Linked DNA regions of Mus musculus: regions 1 and 3 are each linked to region 2. Evidence: chromatin contacts called from public HiChIP or PLAC-seq data. All regions are on one chromosome and are shown on one strand. The core of a region is the stretch at or near the end of the contact, and the rest is flanking DNA. Distances in the headings are between cores, read along the strand shown. Region 1 overlaps E230016M11Rik (RIKEN cDNA E230016M11 gene). Region 2 holds the start of Gng12 (guanine nucleotide binding protein (G protein), gamma 12). Region 3 has its middle 28 kb from the start of A430010J10Rik.

Region 1 (4,689 bases), core at 941-3,440, 160 kb after region 2:
ACTGAGGTGATGGCTGCTCCTTGTGCTTCTGAGATGCATTTTTTTTTCATTTCTCAAAGTGCCACGTGCATGTAGTCTTTATATTTTTGTGGAAGGGATGTTAGGAGGACAGGATGGGCCAAAAAACAAGGTCTTAGAATTCTAATTTCTTAGCAGAAGGAGCTTCTCAGGCTGTGTGTGTGAGGCCCACTGTACCAATTTCTCTTACTCCTGCATACTCTCCCTTGCCTTTCCCAATATTTCCTTTGTGACATTTGTGTTGATTGGTTGTCTTTGTGTGCGATCCTATTTCTGTGACTTGGGAAAATTTCTTCGACATAACCATTCTCAGCTTAAGGACCTTTGGTGCACTGCATCGGTGTGGACTCAGCTTAAGTACCTTGGGTGCATGGCATCAGTGTTGGCGGACTTGATGTCTTACACATTGATAGTTCCCCAGTGTTACCATCACACATGGTTTTGGATCTACTGCTGAGATCTCATACTCAAAAACTCACTCTAGGGCATAGTTAGCCTCCATTGGTAGACTGCACATACTCTCACATGGGTCTCTTTCCCAATCTGCAGGGACATGACATCTATTTCTTTAGGGATTATGGAACTGTTTAGATGGATTATCTGATGGTATTTGGTATCTGTCTAGAAAATTGTCCATTTCGTCCAGATTTTCCAGTTTTGTTGAATATTGGCTTTTGTAGTAGGATCTGATGATTTTTTTGAATTTCCTCATTTTCTGTTGTTATATCTCCATTTTCATTTCTGATTTTATTAATTTGGATATTGTTTCTGTGCCCTCTGGTTGGTCTGGCTAAGGGTTTATCTATCTTGTTGATTTTCTCAAAGAACAGCTCCTGGCTTTCTTGATCCTTTGTATTGTTCTTTTTGCATCTACTTGGTTGATTTTAGCCCTGACTTTGATTATTTCCTGCCATCTACTCCTCTTGGGTGTGGGACATGACATCTATGAGAGATGGTCATTTGTTCCACTGAGGTTTAAGTATACATCCTCACATACAGTAATTATTAAGGGAAATAGTGTGTCTGAATCTGCACAGATCATCCCCACAATGATAAAAGCACTTCAATACATAGATTATACATGTGTTGTTTGATACTTTCAAGATGATGAGATTCATATATCTATGAATAAAATAAATAATCTACTCTAATAATTTATACCCATGAGTAAATATACATGTTTATACAAATCACTTAGTATCGGTCCAACATTCATCCCTGTACTCACACACTGCTATTAAGTACCTACTGTATACAGGCAAGTGTACCAGGTGCTATGCCTATAGTGAGGAAAAAGACAGAGTTTCAAAGGAGATGATGTTGGAGAAAAAAAAATCAGGATTAATTGTTTGATTTTTAATTGTGGAAAGACATAATACATAACACTGGAAGTTGTTATGAGAGTCAGAGCCAGGGTTCAATCAGGTAGTTTGGTCAAGGTTGAGGGAGACTCCTGAGGAAGTTACTGAAGCACTAAGAAACCGAACACAGTTTGTAGAAAGGGAAAGAGGAGAGTGCTTTGCTACTCATAGGATGGAAATGGTGTGTCTCTAGACCTGACCTAGGGGAGTCAGATTCAGGCTTTAGAAACTTAATGAGGTCCTAAAGTAGGGACCACTTAGCAATAGGGAAGAAAACCACCCGTACTTTAGAAGCTAACCAACCAATTGACATTGGTGACAGCATAATAAAGATATTAAACATTTCCCTTACAAAGTATACACAGGCTATCTATCCAGGTGTCCAGCTTTATGGGTGGTCTCACTGAGCACAGCTGCTTTACACATCTGTGAGTTCATTTGTTCTTCTAACCTTACAACACAGCTCTACACTCCATTTTAGACCAAGTAAAGTACAAGTTAAATAACTCATCTGACACTGTACCTGTGACCTCGCCCAACTGAGGTGAAAGGTCAAGATCATTCTGCCATATTCAGCAGCCCAGTTATTAGCTCATTATCTAAAGAATTCTTCCCTATTGAAGGACAGGTAAAATATTAAATGTGTGGCTGGGTTGTAGCTCAGTGATAGGATTTCTGCACAGCACACTCAAGATCCCAGGCACTAACACTAACAGAATGGCAAACATTAAATTTACAGTGTGATGATTATCTCTGGAAACAGGAAGTGAGCTGTAGAGTTACCCGCCCCTCTTGTTTTGAAAGATTACTTCATACAGACAGTTATGAATTCTGCGCAGATACCTTGACGGTTTCAATGTGTGAGTTGACGTCCTAGGTCCTAAAGTTTCTCAGCAAAGAAGTAAAAGGGAAGTCAGAACAGGCAGTTCACACGAATGAACTGAAGCATGAAAAACCAAACAGAAGAGCACAACTAGAGGGTTAAATAGAAGGACTTTAGCTGTGGGAACGACTCTGAGCCTTCTGCAGGTTTGGCGTTTGTGCTCCGTGTCAGTGGGTCGATATGCCAAAGCTCTGATGCGTACATGTAACTCTTCCTTTGTAGATCAGATGAAACGGGGTTCGTACACTGGAAAGAATGCAGGAAGCTTCCAGAGAATAGTTTGGTAGCTGAGAAATCTCATCGGAAGGGTGTAAGGATCGGTTCTATCTCATGGGGAACTCCAGTGACACCCAGAGGCTATTTGGAAGGAAACCAATGATAAATAAATAGGTTCTTCACCCACTTGTGCAAGTTACAGAAATGGAGATCTGCACAACAGCTTCATTTCTTGCATTTGTGCCTTCTCTACGATGGGCTTCCCTAATAAAAATTATAAGATGGTGTTAAATAACTAGAACAGACCAAAGCAAAAATGGTGTTCTTTTATCTTGAACTTTATAACCACTGCCAGCCCTCACCCATGTTTCTTTCCAGTGAGTGCTTTGTGTACCTTAAGGTTTAACTCTGCAAGTCATCTTCCTAGTCTTTCTCAGCACTACTGTTCTTGGATATCCCTGGTACAAAGGCCAAGTTCAAGGCTGGAGCCTCTCTGGCCCATACAATCTCAACTATTGCTGAGCTAGCCAGGGCTTCCTCCCTTATCCTCCCATGTGCCTCTGACAGGACTACCAGAAGAGTCTTTTTACAAACTAATCCAATCAACTTACATCATTGCTAAGAAGCCTTCTGTGGCTTCTTATTAGTTATGGGATAGATTCCAGCCTCCTTACATGATCTCGCCTCCACTGACCTTGCCAGTATCATTTCCTGCCTCATAAAGTACTGCTGAGGTACTTCTTGTTCCAGCAATTCTGAAGCATTTATGGTATCTATCAAGTCTGCCTTTATCCGCGTGACACCTGTTCAGTTGCACAAAACTTGGAAGCACTTCCTGTTTGATTTAGCAGCCTGCTATAATTGTTATGAAATTGTTAAGAATGTGTGTCCACAGCTTCATTTGTGTTGGGCTCAACAATGTAGGTTGCTGGCACCAGAACACAAAACATGTTGTTTCATTCCTCTATGCTGCTTGCCTAGCAAGTCTCTCCCTCCACTCCGATCAGAATGCTCTTTCTCTAAAGCCCAGTTAGAACCGTGCCTCTTCGAGAAGGCAGATCTGAAAGTGTGCACTTCCACCTCTTGCATCCATGGCTCCCCCGTTCTGTTTTGCCCCTTTATGTTGCCCATACACCTAACATAACCCAGTGTGGTGATTAGGCTGCCACCTGCCTGTCTCCTTTAATGAGACTTTGAACTCCTTAGGGACAGGGTTCATGCAAGGCCTAGGCAGTAGAGTACCATGGTTAAGAACTGTAGAAAATGACTGCCTGACTGGCCATGATCCTGGAGAAGCCACTCGATCTCTCTGTTTCTTTAGTGGTAGGAACATAATCAAAGAATCTACCTGGAATGGGTAATTGCTTCCAAATTTAAAAAAAGGAAAAAGGAAAAAGAAAAAGGCTCAGCATTTAGTGGGTGGCATATAACTACTACCTATTCCGGGACACTGTTCTCTTTATGTTCCTTTAACCTACTACAACCTACAGCCAACAGACATTTATTCCTCATGAGCTAAATATGCACTGTGTGCCAGGCTCTGTGTTGGCTTCCTAGGCTGCAAAGTAAAGAAAGTCACAACTTCTGTCCTTGAAGGGTTGACGTTTATCAGGGAGAAGAACGCGCAGTCGAGAAACATGGTCCAGTGTGATAAATGCTAAGTGCAGAAGATTTTAGAACGCAGGGCAGGGCATTCAAATCACCCCAGGGAGAGGAAACTCAACTGGAGTTGTATAGAATGAGTAAGAGTTGGCTAACCATGGAAAGGAAGATTACTGTAGGGACAGAGATCATATGCAAAAGCACAGATGCATGTTTTTAGGTCTGCATTTTTTTCTGTGTGACTGGAGCAAGTGGTGTTTGACATGCTCTGCAGAGGCTAGAGAAAGTGAGTCAGGCAGGAGTGGCAGACAGGTTCCTATGCGGGCCTGTAGGTGGGGGTTTCCAGAAATGCCTTGCAAAGGATTAGAAGCCTATACTGAGTCTCCATAAAAGCCACTCTCACTTCTCCAGTGGGTGTGGAGAATTCACTGCAAGTTACTATGCTAGACATTAAGAATACCAAGGTGCAAGGATATGGTTTCTATACACAAGAAATCTACAATAACTCATTAAAGTTTTATTTCACGTTCTAAAAGTTTTTATTTAATTACTTAATGTGTGTTTATGTGTGTCTGATATATATGTATGGGTGCCCATAGAGGCTAGAGG
Region 2 (4,229 bases), core at 562-3,061:
CAATGTAAATATTAGTTTTGTTATACTGCATTATAAATGAAATAAAGACAAAGAATATACTTATTTATGACAGACTCAATTTTATTTTCAAATACTTTCAATCTGTAGTTGAATTTGAGGATGCAGACCCCTGTGGGTATAAATGATTAACTGTATTTTATTGTTAATTTGTTGCAGGCTGACATTTTAGTACAGAAAAGAAATAAAAAATGAATAATGTGTGAGGGGAGATAAAATAAAAGACCATATTTCAAACAACTTGATGCAATAGACAATTTCTGCACAAGTTTGTACATGATACTGGATTTCTGTTCTCTCCATATGCAGATAACTGTTTAAAGACTAATCGGTGGATACAATTTGAGAAGCCAGACATTCTTCAACGAGCCACTTTGCTTGTTTTTGCCACAGATTAGTGAGAGAAAAATTAAAAGTACATGAAGTACTTAACTGGGCTATATAATGATCCAGAGGTGGAAATCACAACCATAATAGTCCATTCTTGTGTCTGGCCATTCTGTTTAGGGTGCATCTTCAAACTGTCACGATCTGAATCAGCCAAGTGTTTCCTAACACTGTAGAAAGTAGGAAATAAAAGGCAGGCTGTGGTTTGTACCTCAACAAGAACATCCTCTGGAGGCTGCTCAGACCACACTGGCCAAGCAAGGCATTCTTGAGTAAGAGTGCAAACAGGAGTGAATTTAAAGCCTTCAGTGGGATTCAGTACCTAGATCCCAGCATCCCCAAGACCCACTCAACAGTGCATCCTCATCCAATGCTAGTACTTATTTATTTCTGTTTGATCTTTTAAATAATATATTTTATTTATTCTTTGACAATTTCATACAGGTATCCTGATCACACCCAACTTCCCCTCCTACTCTGCCACCCCCAACCCCCAACATGTTTCCCTCCCACCGTCCTTCCTTCCCCTTCCTTCCTTCCTTCCTTCCTTCCTTCCTTCCTTCCTTCCTTCCTTCCTTCCTTCCTTCCTTCCTTCCCTCCCTCCCTCCCTCCCTCCCTCCCTCCCTCCCTCCCTCCCTCCCTCCCTTCCTTGGCACTGAGTCCAATTACTGACCCCTGCTCTCACCCAATAGTAGCATCATTTTAAAAAGAGATCACGATGATTATTAGTGACTCACACCTTGGAGTACTCTAGCCAACTGCTGAGTGTTACCATTTCTGTACATCCATCTCTACAGGACTTAAGCAAGTCCCCCTCAGGTTGATGGTATCTCCTATCACATTTAGCATAATGCTTGACCCCACACAACAGGTGCTTCGTTTTGTTGAATGGCTGTAAGCAGCTTTTGTGGAAGCAAAACTAGCCCTTCAACCTGCCAAACTCTAAATGCTTACAAAACAAAACAAAACAAAACAAAACAAAAAAACAACCTGTCCAATTAATTTATTATGCAGTACTCTGTCCGGTCTGGGACATTCAATAATCTGGCTTTACCTCCATTTCTGGGAAACAACCTCCCTGTTGCCCCAGAGTCCTTTAAATATGACGGTGGCCGTTTCCTCAGACCTTTCTGGATCAGAGCCCCACTTTTGTGTGGGGTTTGGCAGAGCTCATCTTCGCAGCCTGGGGACTGCGGTGTGTGGTCCTGGTGGTGATGTATGGTGGTGGCCTCGCGTGGTTGCCCGGGCCCACCGCACCGCAGCGAGCTGCACCAACCCAGCCGCGGGCACGCGTGTCCTGACCCCCGACGGCCGCAGTTGGGCGCGGCGACCACGTCCCATGCCCGTGGGCCAGAGCGGAGGGGGTGGCGGCGACAGCCCCGCCCACCGGGCCGTGCGCCCCGCCCACGCGCGAGGGGAGGAGCTGGAGCGGAGTAGGGAGGAGAGGTCGGGCGGTCCCGGGAGCGCGGAGAGCCGGACTCCCAGGCGGCGGCAGCAGCGGCGGCGGCGGCGACGACGGCGAAGAGTGAGTGCCAAGGTAGCGCCGGGACCGGACGGGGCGGGGCGGTCGCCGCTACTTCGGGGCCGCCTGTGGGTCCCGCGGGCTGGCAGCGGGCTGGAGCTAGGGAGCGGAGGAAGGAAGCGCGTGCTGCGGGCGCTCTGGGCCGCGGAAGGGGAGTGGGAGCGAGGCCAGCCGGGGCCCACAGACGCGAGAGCCCGCTGGGGCGCGAGTGGCCCCTGAGGCTGGGTCTCCGTAGCTGCCTCGCTCGGCCTCGCCCCGCCGGAGGAAGGCCCGGGAAAAGCCGCCAGGTCGCGGTGGTGCGGGAGGAGCCGGTCGGAGCCGCCACGCACGCCCCTCCTCCGATCTCTAGACGCGCGTGGGTTGGCAGCCTCGGTACTGGGTCTTCACAGGGGGGTGGCGGCGGGTAAGGAGCTGATCGTGGAGAGAATTCGGGTGACACTTCACGAGGGACCCTGCGGCGGTGACTGGAACAGGAAGGTCGGAGTTCAAACTTGAGCCTTGTGTGCTTTTTTTATATTTTTTTTTAAATGTAGCGCCTGAAGCTTAGCCCGTGGGTTTAAAAAACTCCTCTTTATTTTAGTTAGGGCCTGTCAATTAAACTTCATTTTAAGACGCCATTGCTAGTGTCTCCTGACACTCGTTTATCCTTTTAAGTCTGTGGATGCCTTGTAAACTTGACTTAACTTTCACAAAGGGAGCCGTGATTCTTGTTAAACTTTAAGCAACTGGAAATCAGCTGGAAGGATCTGCCGAGGCCTGTGGTCTCGTGGTCCTCCTGTGCGGGCGTGGCTGTGCACAAACAAGTGGGTAGGAAAGGACGCAGCCCCACGCTTGAGCTGGAGGGGAGATCTGTGCCCATGTGCCAGGGCACGTTTAAACGCAGCTCCAAGTGGAAACACTGGGGATGTCTTAGGCCTTGTTGGACGGACTTCACATGATTCGTCTCATTCCGGTCAGTTATTTCCTCTCCCCACTGCTCTTTAGACACTGTTTATATTTCCTGGGGCGATCGTAGCGTCTCCTGAATAGATTGTCTATAATGAATCTTTTGGATGTTGTCAGAGCCAGGCTCTGTGTCTGTGTGTTCTCAATGTTTAAAGCAATAGCTTGGCTGTGTTTTGAGAGTGCTGGTCACCCTGCTGCACCATTGCTTGGCACTTCAAACCATGGATGTAAATTACCTCCGGATTCCAGCCCTTCCCCAGGGAAGCTGGGAAAGCAGTCACTGGAGAACAGTAAGGTTAAATTTACTATGATCAAGCAGTCACTTTCAAGAAAGGAGGGCCACCCTCCCCTTTTAGAACAAAAATGTATATGTCAGCAGGGTCATTTTCCAATAAATAAGCATATGGTCCTCACATATTTTTATATTTTCTCTATATTTTGTCTGTTTCGTACACGTGTACCCCCTTACCCTCTCTTTCAAGCCCCTCCCACTGATCACCTCTTTCCTCCCCACCACATTTTAAAAAGCAATCAATTGTAGATTGCTAAGTGGGCGTTTAGATAAAATATTCAGATCCTTTGCCTCTCTTAACAGTCAGCCAGCACCATAAAGTCCTGGGTGAAGTCCAGTGAATGCTGAACACTAAGTACAATGCAGCTGGATTGAGCACAAGCACGTTACTGTGTAGAACCCAGCACAGTGTGCAGCTCTTAGATTTGTATAGAACCCTATAAGAATAAGGATCTGTGCTTCTCAGGAGACGACAAGTGTGGTATACAGAGGAGGTGCAGAAAGCTCTGAGCTTATTTGAAAGACAAATCTCTTGACAGTTGGGTTGCTGTTGTCATAGGTTACAGAACACACATGGCGTTCAGGTGATGAGAGCAAAGGGCCCCACAGTAAAAAAAAAAATTTTTCAGAAAAAAGTTAGCTAATGCCCAATAATTTTTATTCCAAACCTCTCTCTAGTAGGAAAAAAAAGTCAGAACGATCTCACTTACTACGCTGTGTTTTAACTAGCTTTTGCTGTTGTTTGTTTCATTTTAGTGTAAGCCTTATAGGAAGGTGAAGTTCTAGAAGTAGTTTTCTGAGCTTGACTGAGAGGGGAAGGTACTTAACAGTGGTTTGCTGTGTAGGCTTTCTTGTCAGACACTCCAGGATGAGAATGTTATTTAGCCCTTTTCAATCCGATTTGTAAGCAGGAGTAACAGTGGTCTCTACTTGTAGTGTTTTGATGAAAGTGTATCAATTAGTCTTTGAAAAAAACAGACTGAAACTAACCTACATAAAGGGCTTAGAATGATCACTTTTCTTTTTAATCTAGTTTACACAGCAGGTTACTTGATAAATGATAAT
Region 3 (4,243 bases), core at 451-2,950, 230 kb after region 2:
CACCTCCAACTACATAACAAGTTAGATGCCAGCCTGGGCTACAGGAGACCCCATCAACAGCAACAATAGTAATAGAAATAAAATCTGAGAGTCGGGCATAGTGGTGCCTATCATCCCACCACTGGGGAGGTCGAGGCAAGAAGATCATGAATTTGAGGACAGTAAGATCCTGTCTCAGCAAAAAGAGAGATGACTCAGCTTTCCAGTTTCAGGATGCAGATGTAAACCATCCCGCCCATCATTAGTGGGCTTAACTATGTTGATTGGGAAGATACAAAGGACAGAGAATGAAATCTGCACTCTGGGACTTCCATCTCAGCTGAAGGCCAACTCCGCCTCCTGCTCCTGCTCAGAGCTTAGCCTTGGCAGTAATCTATCACACCATCTCTCCACTCAAACCTCAGCTGAGCCACTCAGTAGCTTAGTTCTAGGTCTTCATAATCAAAAAGGCCCCAAGGAAGATGTGTCTCCTGACAGAAACTAATGGGAAATTTTCATGAACACTGCAATTTATCAAGTGGTTGCAAGGTATATCTCAGCTCTATAAGTACATGTTCTTATTTAGTATTTTTAGGAACCTGGTTATATGGACTTTTTTAGTATGTTTGACAGACAAGGGAACCAAGAGAGCAAAGCTAAGCGAGTTATCTAAGGTCAAGTTATCCAGAGCTGGTGGCTGGTCAGGTAGACAAATGACCTTCAGCTTTCTATGACTGATGTGTGGGAACATGGTACTGATCTGGGAAGGGGATATCCCACACCCTCTTCTGCTATACATTAGGTGTCAACTCAAATATGAAACTTCTTCAGGGATCTCTCTGGCTTCTGGAACGCCTTCTATGAGCTGGTTTGGCTCTGCTTGGTCATTTTTCTCCTCTTTGATGAGGAAGTTTGAGAGGCCATAACGCTCTCAGCTCAGGCTGGCCTTGCTTAGAGACACCCCTCTCGTTTGAACTTTATGCCCCCTGAACTCAGGGTCCTGCCAGCAAAATTCCCTCATGGTAGAACTTTGGTTAGAGAGCCTAAGTCATGTGCTCATTGGCACTGGAGGCCAAGTCTGTGTGGGTGTTGGGGGGCAGGGAGTCTCAGCCCATACTTCTCTGCTGAACTTCCCTTCCCTCTTTGGCTTGGCAGCAGCTTTTAAGGACATGAGACCAATCCAAGAATTCCTTGTCAACATCACTCCTTTCACCGGAACCACAAATTCATTCCAGTGGGACCCAGCTTTACCTCCGGGCAGACATCAGAAACAACTCCTCTTTACTTCAAAACTGCCACCCTCTCCTGAGAGCCACCCACTTCCACACCTCTTTCTCCCTGCTGAGGAAGAAAATAAGGGCCGGGCTGTCGGAAGTATGGTTGGCAGAGGAGGCCCCAGTCCTGCCAGGCTGTGGGGGGTTCTTCACACCCAGCTGTTGATTTTGCCTTTCTTGTGGTTCCAAGGCTCCTTCCTGCCTCCTTTCTTCTTCCAGAACCAGCTGGATGAGTAGGTGTGGCCTTCCCCAACCGGATCCCTGAGCCACAGTTGCCCTGTGCTGGCGTTCAGGGAAAGGACCATTTTGCAAAAGTGTCTGTTGCATCCCAAACGCTCTTCCTGCCTGTGAGCAAAGCCCACGAGGCATCTGCAGCCTCTGGGGCTCTTCTCACTTCTTGGCTGCTTCAACGGCGGAGGAAACCAGCAGGGGGTCAGAATGAAGGAGGCAGGAAGAAAGTGATCAGCTCTTAGCTGACATTAAAAGCGGAACCTACCAGGAGAGCAGTGATGGTTACCACACTCGGGGATCACTGAATGAGAAGAGGAAAGCCAAGGCGGATCGGCACCCTTCCCTTTGCTCTGCCGGCTTGGCTTCAGAGCACCCCCTTTCCTCCAGGAAGATCTTGATATGAGATGCTTCCTCTTCGGTGTCCTCAAACACCTTGTAGCTCTCTTTGGTGGTTCTAACCATCTCAAAAATGCCTCACTTCTCCCTTTTCTTCCTACTGATATTCTTTTGCCTACTCTTGTTTCTCAAACCCACAGCGCATGTACATGTGGATGCTAAGCCAGACCCGAGCCTAAATGATACCAAACTTCATCTTGAAATACCAATGGGGACGAGAGGGCAGCAGGATTATTGCCGCACAGAACAAATCTGAGGCTCCAAGCCAAGGACAGATTGTGGTTAGGAGTGAGTCCTGAGCGTGGACCCAGACTCAGCACACATGAGCTGTGTGTGCCTGGGCGAGTTCCATCTGCCCATGTTTCTGTCTCCTCACTATAAACAGGGTGACTCAGTCGCTCCCTTTTAGTATTTGTGAGAAATAGGTGAGTTAACACAGGCTAACGATCCGTTATCCAATATGCTTGAACCAGAAGGGAGTTGAGAGTTTCCAGAATCGACAATACCTGCAAAGATTATAAATGTTGAACATCCCTTACCTAAAACCCATTAAATCTGAATTGTTATAAATCCAAAAGGTTTTTGGGTGTCATGTCTATACTAAAACCTTTGAATTGTGAGCATTATTATTCCTACATATTTCATCTTACTGGCTTCCTTCCTTGATGCTAGGCCCAGTCTTGTCTCAAGGCCTGATATATCTTTGTCCCTTGGCTGGCCTACATTTCCCCGATCAGCCCACGTGGTTTTTGCTCACCTTCATTTAGGTCTTCACTAAACTGCTGTTTCCTTCCCTCCAGACCCTTACCCATTTCAGGATTCATCTCAAAGCATGGATACAGCATGGGTCTGTCCCTTTACTAAGTTTTGTTTGTCACCTTTAAATATCACCTGCATGAAAATGAGGACCTTGTTTTGTACCTGTATCATTCCTAGTGCCTAGTAAAATGTCTCCCATGTAATAGATGTGTAAATGAAGGGATGCTTAGATAGATGGCTCCACAGATCTCTTAGGGGAAGGCTTCTGGGCCCATTTCCAGCAGCCTTCCATTCCTCAAACCCCGTGTCACACTCCGTTAAGCGTACCCCCTCCTCCAACTCCTTCTCTATACCCAAGCTTGCCCTCTGGCCCTTCCCTCTCCATTGACCCAGTTTGACACAGCCATTCCCAGTCTCTGGGGGCTTCTGGCATGAGCAATTTGGGATTTGCTGACTATTCCAGAAAGATCAGCTGTCCCCGTGTCAGCTGTTGAGGGGACACAGTGAGCAAGACAGACACACGGGCAAGCAGCAGAAACAGATGGTCACATCCACACTGGAGTCAGGTCACAGAAGCCTGGGGAGGGTGAGGGCACAGAGGAGGAGGGTCTGCTACCCACATGACAAACAAAACCGCAGCTAGACCCTTTCCAAAACCACATCTTACATAAGGCATGCAGGGATGACACATGGGTGAGCTGTTGGATTTATCCTAGGTTGAAAAAGTACCTGGAGAGTCACAGTCTTGTGAAACAACAGTGTCAGCCCAGGAGCTCCAATGCTATATCATCATCAGAAAGGTATTTTCAAAGCCCCGGGGAGCGGTGAGATTAGTTGTGAAAAGAACACCTGAACTTTCAAGGGTAAATTTGGTTTCCAGATGCTGTGGCCCCAGAACAGGATTTTAAACAGCTGCCTCTCCAATCCCTGAGCCGGAACCGGCTCATCTGCCTCAATCAATGGTTAGCCGCATAGTTTACCATTCCAGAAGACCTTCATTCTTTGGTGTGATCTGAAAATATTTTTTCAGAAAGAGAATGTTGTAGGTTGTAACTCCCCCAAACCTCACCTGTTGGTCTTAGCCTCAGTATATCAAATAATGCTTTAGTGTGATACCACTCATTCAGACGAAGGGAATACGTGCATACTTCCTTGCAGCCATAGGTTAAAATGGTAATATTGTTGTTTTGAGATTATTGTTGTGTAGAGATTAGAAGTAATTAAAACTCTCCAAATTTTATTTTGCATAGGTCAATATTCACTTAACCTTTTAGAATAAAGCTTTTGGGTAAACAAAAGGAAAGCTGAAAATAAGTGTTGTGTGGCTGACAAGTGATCCTCCTGGCCTTGAAGCCCTGGAGATCTGCTTCAGATATCTTAGCTGTCCGATGGGGAACTCACCTCTTAGCTGTGTTCTGTCATGGTTTTGATTTCACTCCTCTGTTCTTCCCACTCACGTGTCTATTTACACAGTGATCCTTTTCCCAGTTCTTACAGCTGTGTACACATTGTTTATGTATTTCCAGCAAGATGCTCTCAATTCAAGGGCAGCCAGAATGCTCCGCTTCAGTAATACATTTTTTTTTTTTTTGCTCAGAATTGTG

The links. HiChIP or PLAC-seq counts read pairs in DNA pulled down with a chosen protein or histone mark.
Region 1: an H3K4me3 HiChIP or PLAC-seq map of bone marrow-derived macrophages shows a contact between it and region 2, with 2.5 times the contacts expected there. The contact joins the enhancer-like site here to the promoter of Gng12 in region 2. A contact is called at or near these places in 9 of 39 promoter capture datasets (the 3T3-L1 cell line, 3T3-L1-derived adipocytes, the HPC-7 cell line and 5 more), 4 of 484 Hi-C or Micro-C datasets (CD4 T cells, Th1 cells, myeloid progenitors and 1 more), 4 of 115 datasets of contacts at active chromatin or transcription factors (bone marrow-derived macrophages, embryonic stem cells and intestinal villus epithelium) and 2 of 9 other capture datasets (adipose tissue and liver).
Region 3: an H3K4me3 HiChIP or PLAC-seq map of bone marrow-derived macrophages shows a contact between it and region 2, with 2.7 times the contacts expected there. The contact joins the enhancer-like site here to the promoter of Gng12 in region 2. A contact is called at or near these places in 12 of 39 promoter capture datasets (the 3T3-L1 cell line, 3T3-L1-derived adipocytes, the HPC-7 cell line and 8 more), 1 of 15 datasets of contacts at CTCF or cohesin (large pre-B cells), 6 of 484 Hi-C or Micro-C datasets (centrocytes, cerebral cortex, embryonic stem cells and 3 more), 15 of 115 datasets of contacts at active chromatin or transcription factors (the NIH/3T3 cell line, T-cell acute lymphoblastic leukemia, bone marrow-derived macrophages and 8 more) and 3 of 9 other capture datasets (adipose tissue, embryonic stem cells and liver).

The regions. Positions count from the first base shown.
Region 1 is chr6:67,054,106-67,058,794 of GRCm38.p6, forward strand. The region is part of intron 1 of E230016M11Rik (RIKEN cDNA E230016M11 gene); the gene reads left to right. Among named protein-coding and RNA genes, the nearest start is that of Gadd45a, 19 kb to the left of the region's middle. Within about 2 kb of position 2,191, at least 83 of the 459 cell types and tissues checked have an H3K27ac peak or open chromatin away from gene starts, as enhancers often do. A contact at or near this core is called in bone marrow-derived macrophages, hematopoietic stem and progenitor cells, intestinal villus epithelium and 2 more, where this site is marked.
Region 2 is chr6:66,894,586-66,898,814 of GRCm38.p6, forward strand. It overlaps Gng12 (guanine nucleotide binding protein (G protein), gamma 12), which reads left to right and starts at 1,812. Exons shown (of 5, transcript NM_025278.5): 1 at 1,812-1,942. It overlaps 4930597O21Rik (a long non-coding RNA gene), which reads right to left. Exons shown (of 3, transcript XR_003956381.1): 2 at 1,460-2,432; 3 at 59-575.
Region 3 is chr6:67,127,646-67,131,888 of GRCm38.p6, forward strand. No RefSeq gene overlaps it. Among named protein-coding and RNA genes, the nearest start is that of A430010J10Rik, 28 kb to the right of the region's middle. Within about 2 kb of position 1,701, at least 79 of the 459 cell types and tissues checked have an H3K27ac peak or open chromatin away from gene starts, as enhancers often do. A contact at or near this core is called in T-cell acute lymphoblastic leukemia, bone marrow-derived macrophages, cerebral cortex and 5 more, where this site is marked.